3 separate regions of the Mus musculus genome follow, and regions 1 and 2 are each linked to region 3. A link is a contact called in public Hi-C data. All regions are on one chromosome and are shown on one strand. Each heading gives the region's core, a stretch centred on a gene start, on an enhancer-like site or on the middle of the called end of the contact. The rest is flanking DNA. Distances are from core to core; before and after follow the strand shown. Region 1 holds the start of Tspan17 (tetraspanin 17). Region 2 has its middle 29 kb from the start of Tspan17. Region 3 overlaps Uimc1 (ubiquitin interaction motif containing 1).

The links. A called contact is a pair of places that touch in the nucleus more often than the background predicts.
Region 1: a contact with region 3 is called in a Hi-C map of bone marrow-derived macrophages, with 44 read pairs. The contact joins the promoter of Tspan17 here to the enhancer-like site in region 3. A contact is called at or near these places in 13 of 39 promoter capture datasets (the 3T3-L1 cell line, 3T3-L1-derived adipocytes, the C10 cell line and 9 more), 9 of 15 datasets of contacts at CTCF or cohesin (CD8 T cells, the NIH/3T3 cell line, embryonic stem cells and 2 more), 68 of 484 Hi-C or Micro-C datasets (the 63-12 cell line, the AML12 cell line, the G1E-ER4 cell line and 30 more), 25 of 115 datasets of contacts at active chromatin or transcription factors (the HPC-7 cell line, the NIH/3T3 cell line, SST interneurons and 17 more) and 5 of 9 other capture datasets (adipose tissue, bone marrow-derived macrophages, liver and 2 more).
Region 2: a Hi-C map of bone marrow-derived macrophages shows a contact between it and region 3, with 19 read pairs. The contact joins two enhancer-like sites. A contact is called at or near these places in 4 of 15 datasets of contacts at CTCF or cohesin (the NIH/3T3 cell line and embryonic stem cells), 34 of 484 Hi-C or Micro-C datasets (the AML12 cell line, the MPC-11 cell line, the N1E-115 cell line and 16 more) and 8 of 115 datasets of contacts at active chromatin or transcription factors (the HPC-7 cell line, acute myeloid leukemia, bone marrow-derived dendritic cells and 4 more).

The regions. Positions count from the first base shown.
Region 1 is chr13:54,788,102-54,790,844 of GRCm38.p6, reverse strand. Tspan17 (tetraspanin 17) reads right to left here and starts at 1,440. Exons shown (of 8, transcript NM_028841.3): 1 at 1,164-1,440. The coding sequence starts at 1,250. Eif4e1b (eukaryotic translation initiation factor 4E family member 1B) reads right to left here. Exons shown (of 7, transcript NM_001033269.3): 7 at 2,386-2,743.
Region 2 is chr13:54,817,263-54,820,043 of GRCm38.p6, reverse strand. No RefSeq gene overlaps it. Among named protein-coding and RNA genes, the nearest start is that of Tspan17, 29 kb to the right of the region's middle. Within about 2 kb of position 1,388, at least 24 of the 459 cell types and tissues checked have an H3K27ac peak or open chromatin away from gene starts, as enhancers often do. A contact at or near this core is called in bone marrow-derived macrophages, where this site is marked.
Region 3 is chr13:55,038,692-55,041,677 of GRCm38.p6, reverse strand. It overlaps Uimc1 (ubiquitin interaction motif containing 1), which reads left to right. Exons shown (of 15, transcript NM_011307.3): 11 at 1,055-1,133. Among named protein-coding and RNA genes, the nearest start is that of Hk3, 19 kb to the right of the region's middle. Within about 2 kb of position 1,442, at least 55 of the 459 cell types and tissues checked have an H3K27ac peak or open chromatin away from gene starts, as enhancers often do. A contact at or near this core is called in the HPC-7 cell line, acute myeloid leukemia, adipose tissue and 4 more, where this site is marked.

The DNA of each region.
Region 1 (2,743 bases), core at 191-2,690, 250 kb after region 3:
CCACTGATAATCATGTTTCTCGAGACAAATAATTTAAGCTCTTACCGTCTATTCATTCAGTCCCCTATCTGTAAACTACAGATAATAATAAGGCAGTCGGGAGAATGTGCCTCATCAGAATTCATGTGTTACTAAGCTGGGTGTGATGGCTCACACCTGTAATCCCAGCACCCAAGAAACTCAGACAGGAAAACTGCAGCAAATTGCAAGCCAGAATGGGCTAGAGTGAGACCCTGTCTCAACAACAAAAAACTCTCGTTTAATCTAACAACCCAGAAGGATAAACTCCAATACTGGCTCCTCCAAGGCTGGAAAGCTAAAGCCCAGAGAGCAAAGAGGCTCGCCCAAAAGCCTCTGGACAAGGCCTGCTACACTCAGGCCCTTTGACTTCCAGGCCAGCGCTCCCTGTAGCTGCCCACACCCTACAGAACAGAAGACTGCTGACATCCAAGGACACCCACCACAGGGCAAACCCGACGGCTCGTGGGTGGAGAACAGAGCCGCTGAATCCTGCTGAATGCAAGTGGGAAAGGCCTGGCATAAAGGACAGCAAGCACAGCCCGGCTTTGGCGATAGGATGGGGGAGGGAGAAGAGAAAGATGACTTGGCAGGACCAGGACACAGATGCCACACAGAAGGAAGCCTCTGTTTGTTTGGTCAGCTATGGAATGCTGAATTCTGTTCCCAAGGGACAGTTCCCTGTTCTCAACTGGAGCTCCTCTCCCTGCAGAGGCAGAGGCCTTGGCTTTCCTCTCTCCTAACCTCCTGGCTCACAAGCTTCTGAGCGTCTGTAGGGTAGACTCGGGGCTAGGACCCAGCCTCGCGAACCTCACCGCACCATGCTGGGAGCTGGAGTGGCCGGGAGGCGGGGCGGGGCTGGTCCGCAACTACCGCGCCCCTGCAGTCTTCCGGCAAACGCCGCCCCCTTTTTCGCCCAAACTTGGGGCTGCAAAGAGAGACTCCCAGCACCTCCTGCTGGGACTGGGTCCCGCCCCCCAGCTATCCCAGTAGCTCCCCAGAATAGTTGGGGACGGGGCATCGGGGTGGAGGGGGTGGGGGACAGTCCCTGGTCGCAAGCTCCTGAGACGGGATCTCCCTCACCAGCAACTGAGACTCCCTAACCCCTATCCTCAGCGCAGAGCGAGAAGCGGACTCGCGCTCACCCAGAAGACAATGTTGAAGCCAAACAGGAAGTATTTCCCGCAGCAGCCGACCTCAGGGTCCTGGAATTGCTGGTGCTTGCCGGGCATGGTGAGCGGCCACCTGCCGTCCCGGGAACCCGAGCCGGTGACCGGCCCAGCCCTCTGCGGGCCGCCCAGGCCTGGAGCAGCCCCGGGCCTAGCCCGGTGGCTGCGGCTTCATGGTCAAAGCCACACAGCTCACCGGCTGCCCCGCCCGCTGTGGCACCGCCCACGGCGCTCGGACAGCCACACCCGGAGTGCGGTGCCCTCATCCGACCCCGCCCTCCAACAGCGCTCCGGCCCCGCCCACAGTGTCAGTCCACACCCCGCCCCAGCAAGGCTCGGTCTTCTTGGAGCCCCGCCCACGACCCCGTCCCAGTCAAGTTCAGTCCTCACGGGCCCCGCCCATAACCACGACTCCGCCCCCAGCCGGGCTTAATCCTCTCAGGCTCCGCCCATGCCTAGCCGCTGTCCTCCCGCAGTCCCGCCTACGCCCCGCCCAAGGCTCTGCCCTAGCTAACTTCTGTTCTCGAGCTCCGCCTCTAAACCGGGTCCCGCCTCTGATGAGCCCCAAACCCCGCCTCCAACCGGCCTCAGTCCTCCTGGAGCTCCGCCCTACTCAGCCTCAGTTCTGAGCCACAGTCGGCCTTCTTGGAGCCACGCCCAAGACATCCGTCTTTTTTTTTTTTTTATGGTCCACAGGTCTCACTTCTCCCCAAGACCCTGCCTCTGGGCCAGGCTTTGGCTACACCCCAGTCACACTCAACCCCTTGCAACCCCCACCTCTGAAGAGTCCCCGTCTCCTCTCTAAGTCCGTCCTCCAGTTAGCTTCTCTCAAGTTCCCCAAGTCCTCCAGAGGCCCCAGATGAGCCAACTGGCAAAGCTGGTGAGCCAAGTGTGAATAATTACAGTGGATCTCCAGTCTAAGATTCAAGAACCAGAGGAGTCCACTCCCCAGGGATAAGTGGTTGGGAATAGTGGGACCAATGAACAGTGCCATGCATTCACACACAGTGTAGTTGAATACAAACAGGCTGGCGTGCCATGCCACGCCTGTTCTGTTTTGCCTATTCCTATGGTCGCCCTGTCCCATACCTACTTGACTGCCTTGATACCTGGGATTCACCAGAGTCCTTCTGATGCAAAACAGGACAGAGCAGATGCAGGTTTAGGTACGTCTGATCTTAAATATTTAGATTCCAAGTTTGTTCCAGAAGTGTTTATTTAGATACAGAAAGGGCCTTAAGCATCATCAGCATCAAGTGAATCCCTCCTAACAAGACCACGGTGAAGCCTAACTACCACTGTAATCTCTTCACTCATGAAGGTTTATCCATCCATCATTTCAGCAGGAGGAGACACACAGAATCCATAGGACTGTCTTCAGATGGGAAGGCTGTGCAGGGCATTCCCAGTTCCCAGTCCTACCTGTCTTTACACAAATTCCTCTCTAACCTAGTCCATACTTGAAGGGGGGGGGGAGGAGAGAGGGAGGGAGGGAGAGAGGGAGGGAGGGAGAGAGGGAGGGAGGGAGAGAGGGAGGGAGGGAGGGAGGGAGGCAG
Region 2 (2,781 bases), core at 139-2,638, 220 kb after region 3:
GCACATAAACACACATATACACAAAAACACATATGCACACACACATACACAAACATTCACACACATACTCATATGCACATACATACACACATGTACACACTTACACACACATGCACACACACACACACACATAGCATCAGCAACTCCTCTACTCATCTGCTCTGGAGAAAACCCTGTTCTTGTACCTGAAAAGAGGGAAAGGGGTGTTCCTTGAATCACATTTGTAGTTGTGGAGAATTGGAAACTACCAATCGGTGCATTGAGGGGACAGGAACCCTGAGTGACAGTTCTGGGAACAGCCTAGAACCAACTGTGCCTACACAGAACTTGGAAACATGTTGAGTGAAAGTAGGTTGAATGACCCAGAACGGGTCTTTCCTCTTTAGAAACGGGGGAATACCCACAAAAACAGAACTGACATTTTAAAAGTCTCTGTGTAATTATAAAGCAAGAGGAGTAGGTTGTTGCCCCTGGGTTGGGCCAGAGGGGCCAGGACTAGGGCAAATGGACACCAGGAGTTTCGCCTGTAGTGTTCTAACCTTTCCTTTTATATGTACATATATGTGTGTATGTGTGTGCATGAGTATGTGTGTACATGTTTGTGTATGTGTGTGCATGTATGTGTGTGCATATGTGTGTGTATATATGTGTGTGTGTATATGTATGTATGTATGTGTGTATATATATATATATCTTCAAACACACTAGAAGAGGGCATTGGATCCCATTACAGATGGTTGGGAGCCACCATGCAGCTGCTGGGATTTGAACTCAGGACCTCTGGAAGAGCAGTCAGTGCTCTTAACCACCAAGCCATCTCTCCAGCCTCTCGAACTTTTTCAAAGGGAGAACAACATGCCAAACAAAAGGATTCCAGTGCTGCGCTGTCCCTCACAAGGACCCTCCAGGCTGCCCTGCCCTGCCCTCCTCGTCCCCTGCCATACACACACACACACACACACACACACACACCGTCCTCTACCCCTCCATGGACCCGGGGCTGAAGGCTGTTAGGTCTTCCATTTAAAACTCCTCAAGCTTGCAGCACGGGGAGTTCCTTATTCCCTCTCAGATGTAGCTGTCTGTCAGCAGTAATAGTCTCTTTCGATTTCATTTCCTTCAGCTCCTGCCAGCCACTGCCAAGCGCCTCCTTCCCATCCCGGCCTCACCCCTCCTCAGCCCCCAAGTCAAGGGAAAAAAATACATTTTTGCCTTTACTATGATGTATGTGATCCCATAAAATAGTGAAACAGATATGAAAGGTTGAGGGGAGGTAGATAAATGGCTCCTATTATTCTACCAATCAAATGAAATACCTCTCCACATCCTCATTTGAATGATAATAAAACTCCGAGAGGCTGCCGCTCTCTGTTGTCACCACCGCTAGCAGCTCTGTGGCTACAGACCAAGGTAACCTTGGGGTGTCCTCCGCAGAGGCCAGCATTCGGCTCCTCTGGCTCCTCTAGTCTCCCCCTCCCCCAACCAAGGAATCCCCCTCCTCTCACTTCCCCTCCCTTCCCTGCTCTAACCGGACAGCACTGGACCGTTATACACCTATTTGCTCAACCCCCATACCCTCCGAGATCCACAGGGTGGAATCAAAAGCCAGGGTCACTGCAGAATACCCTTCTCTCTGCCACAGCCTGTCACTTGAGGTCCCAGCCCCCTTCCCAGTGACCTCCACAGAAAGCCTCTGGCTATCTGCTGGTGTAGCCCTGTCCTCCAACCTGGGCAGTGTCACAAGCCCCATCCGTAGATGGATAGGGCTTATGTGTGGGCTATTCCGCTCCAAATTCCCTGCAGGCTGGTGCCACACTGGGTGCTTATGCAGTCTCGTTCATTCATTCCACGTACATTTTGAGAACAGGCCCTCCTACCCACAGACACAGGACCAGAGGAAGAGCTGGTGCCAAGCTACCTTCAGTGGGTTCCAGTGGGAGTGGGACCACCCGCTCTGAGCCTGACGTAAACAGGCCTTCCAATGGTTAGGCCTTAGAGTCTACAGTGTGGCTTCCCCTGTATCTCAGGTGCCTGCTTTGAGCTTGACTGAGGTCAACCCAACTCTCAACCACTGGGGGACACTAATGGCTTTTGTCTTCCATTCACTCCCCCTCACCTTGTCAGGAAATGAGTGGCCTTCACCTTTTCCCATCAAGGCCATGCTGGCTGCTGTCAGTCCTGGAGTCCACCCTGAGGGTAATAACCTGGGGGGGGAGCCAAGCTGGCCCCTCTTGGTTCTTTGGTTCTTAGCAGAATTTCTCATCTTGGTGGCAGCCCTCTAAAGAGAGGCCTGTCATGGCAGATGGTCCTTTATTTCAACGGTTTAGGCTAGAATTTTTCAGTTTTACAGTGTTGGAAGTGCCTATCCAGACAACCGTCCTGTTTCTCACTTTCAGCGTTATGTTCAATAAATTACCTGTGATGTTCAACACTTTATTTTAAATAGGCTTGTGTTAATGATTTGCCCAACGATGCTAATGAACACTTCTCAGGACAGCAGACTAGGCGAGTAAGCCATGATGCTCTGTGGGGCTGGAGGGCAGGGTGGTTTAGAGCGTTTTCCAATTAACAATAGTTTCAACTTACAATCAGTCTAAAGGCCTGGATACACAACATGTGCATGCATGCACTCGCACACGCACGCACACGCATGCACACACACACACACACACGCACGCACACGCACATACCATTCTGACCCAACTTTCACACTTTTTTTCCAGGTACTCTGCTTCACTAAGGTGGCTAAGTTTTTGGTCAGAGACTGACCAAGGTATGGAC
Region 3 (2,986 bases), core at 193-2,692:
CCTCAGAGATCCTCTTGTCTCTGTCTCTCCATCACTGGGACAAAAGCCACCCTGTCCTGTTTTTTACCCAGGGATCAAGCTGAGGTCCTTAGGCTTGTGTGCCAAATACTTAACTGCAACCTAATAGATATTTATTTATTCAATAGCTGGTGTAACCCAGATTGTGCACACTAAAGATTCAAGTAATGCACAGGATAGGTTGTTTCATACTCCAGTAACTTTCTAAATATTCTCTGTGGTGTGTTAAGTGTAAGGAAGGCATACTTTGAAGAGAAATGTTTACTTTTTGTTTGCCAAAGACTAGAAAACACTTGATTAAATAACCTATAAGATCATTAAGAGGGATTATGATTCCATAAGCAGATATCTTTGATGCGAGACAGATACTTCTATCGCCTGTATGCCCGCAGTAGAAGTGGGAGGTGGTCCTAGTGGAGTAGACGGGCCAGCTGTGCTTGCTGTCCTACTCTTCCTCACTTAGGAAGTGCAGCACTGAGAAGTTTGTAAGGCCTGGGGCTTATGTAGGACTCACCTGTAGCTACCATCACTGCGTTTCCTACAGTACTTCATTGGATCTGTGGTACACCAGACAGAATTTTGGTAGAGGATGTATATGTTCCTTGACTGACTGATGTTTAGGTAGAACACAGAAACCTTCCTTGGAGTGAACTAGACTTTTATATCTCATGAATTAGCAACAGAGAGGGAACATCTTGTGGCTGGCAGTTTTGGTCACTTGTATTATTTTCAATATTAGAAAGGTTGTGGTTTCCCAGTCAGTGAACTTCTTCCTCACAGAATAGGTTTAAATTTTTTTGTTGTTTTGTTTTTTTGTTTTTCAAGACAGGGTTTCTCTGTGTAGCCCTGGTGTCTTGGAACTCACTCTGTAGACCAGGCTGGCCTCGAACTCAGAAATCCGTCTGCCTCTGCCTCCCGAGTGCTGGGATTAAAGGCGTGTGCCACCACGCCCGGAAAATTGTTTCTTCTTAATAAATTTTGTCTTCTATATCCTGAGTCTATTGCCAGCTAACATTTTTTTCTTTTAATGGTGAAGTGTTGACTCGGAGACGAAGAGAGGCCAAGAACAAGAGTGACGGTCGGACAGCTGCACAGCCGGCTCTGGATGCCAACAGGTAGGCGGGCACACTCTGTTCCTTATCTGACACAGCAGCACCTGCACCAGGTGAAGCCACTAGTGCCTGTCCCCTGTATTTCTCTGGTTGTCCGTCCTGCCATCATTGTTTGAAAGCCTGAATTTCTTTTTCTTATAATTTCAGTGTAGACCACTCATCTGTTTTTTCAGTTAAAAATGATCCTGCTTCTGCATTGTTCTAAGGCTTCTGTTTTCTTTGAATTTATAAATGGGTGTTTGGTGCTTTGGGGAAGCAGTGAGCATTTTGCAATGTCATAATATAGCAGTTGAGTTGCAGGATGTTGAGCAATATAGAAGACTTCCTTGGGATGTGGCTTGTAGCTTGACTAAGAGCACATTCTGAGGAAGAGGTCAGGTGTAGATGTGGCCTCCTGAAAACAGAGCCGTTTCCACAGGACATTAGAATAGTGAGTTGTTAGGCAGAAATTTTTGTTTGCGGTTTTTTTTCTTCATTAAAACTTTATTTTCCACTTATCAGTGAGTACATATTGTGAGAGTTCCTTTGTGATTGGGTTACCTCACTCAGGATGATGCCCTCCAGGTCCATCCATTTGCCTAGGAATTTTATAAATTCATTCTTTTTAATAGCTGAGTAGTACTCCATTGTGTAAATGTACCACATTTTCTGTATCCATTCCTCTGTTGAGGGGCATCTGGGTTCTTTCCAGCTTCTGGCTATTATAAATAAGGCTGCTATGAACATAGTGGAGCATGTGTCCTTCTTACCGGTTGGGGCATCTTCTGGATATATGCCCAGAAGAGGTATTGCTGGATCTTCCGGTAGTACTATGTCCAATTTTCTGAGGAACCGCCAGAATGATTTCCAGAGTGGTTGTACAAGCTTGCAATCCCACCAACAATGGAGGAGCGTTCCTCTTTCTCCACATCCTCGCCAAAACTGCATGGTACTGGTATAGCGACAGACAAGTAGACCAATGGAACAGAATTGAAGACCCAGAGATGAACCCACACACCTATGGTCACTTGATCTTTGACAAGGGAGCTAAAACCATCCAGTGGAAAAAAGACAGCATTTTCAACAAATGGTGCTGGCACAACTGGCTGTTATCATGTAGAAGATTGCGAATTGATCCATTACTATCTCCTTGTACTAAGGTCAAATCTAAGTGGATTAAGGAACTCCACATAAAACCAGAGACACTGAAACTTACAGAGGAGAAAGTAGGGAAAAGCCTCGAAGATATGGGTACAGGGGAAAAATTCCTGAATAGAACAGCAATGGCTTGTGCTGTAAGATCGAGAATCGATAAATGGGACCTCATAAAATTATAAAGCTTCTGCAAGGCAAAAGACATCGTCAATAAGACAAAAAGACCACCAACAGATTGGGAAAGGATCTTTACCTATCCCAAATCGGACAGGGGACTAATATCCAATATATATAAAGAACTCAAGAAGGTAGACTCCATAAAATCAAATAACGCCATTAAAAAATGGGGCTCAGAACTGAACAAAGATTTCTCACCCGAGGAATACCGAATGGCAGAGAAGCACCTGAAAAAATGTTCAACATCCTTAATCATCAGGGAAATGCAAATCAAAACAACCCTGAGATTCCACCTCACTCTTGTCTCTAGCTGCATATGTATCAAAAGATGGCCTAGTCGGCCATCACTGCAAAGAGAGGCCCATTGGACACGCAAACTTTATATGCCCCAGTACAGGGGAAACGCCAGGGCCAAAAAGGGGGAGTGGGTGGGTATGGGGGACTTTTGGTATAGCATTGGAAATGTAAATGAGCTAAATACCTAATAAAAAATGGAAAAGAAACCTTTATTTTCATTAAAATATAATTACACAATTTTTCCCTTT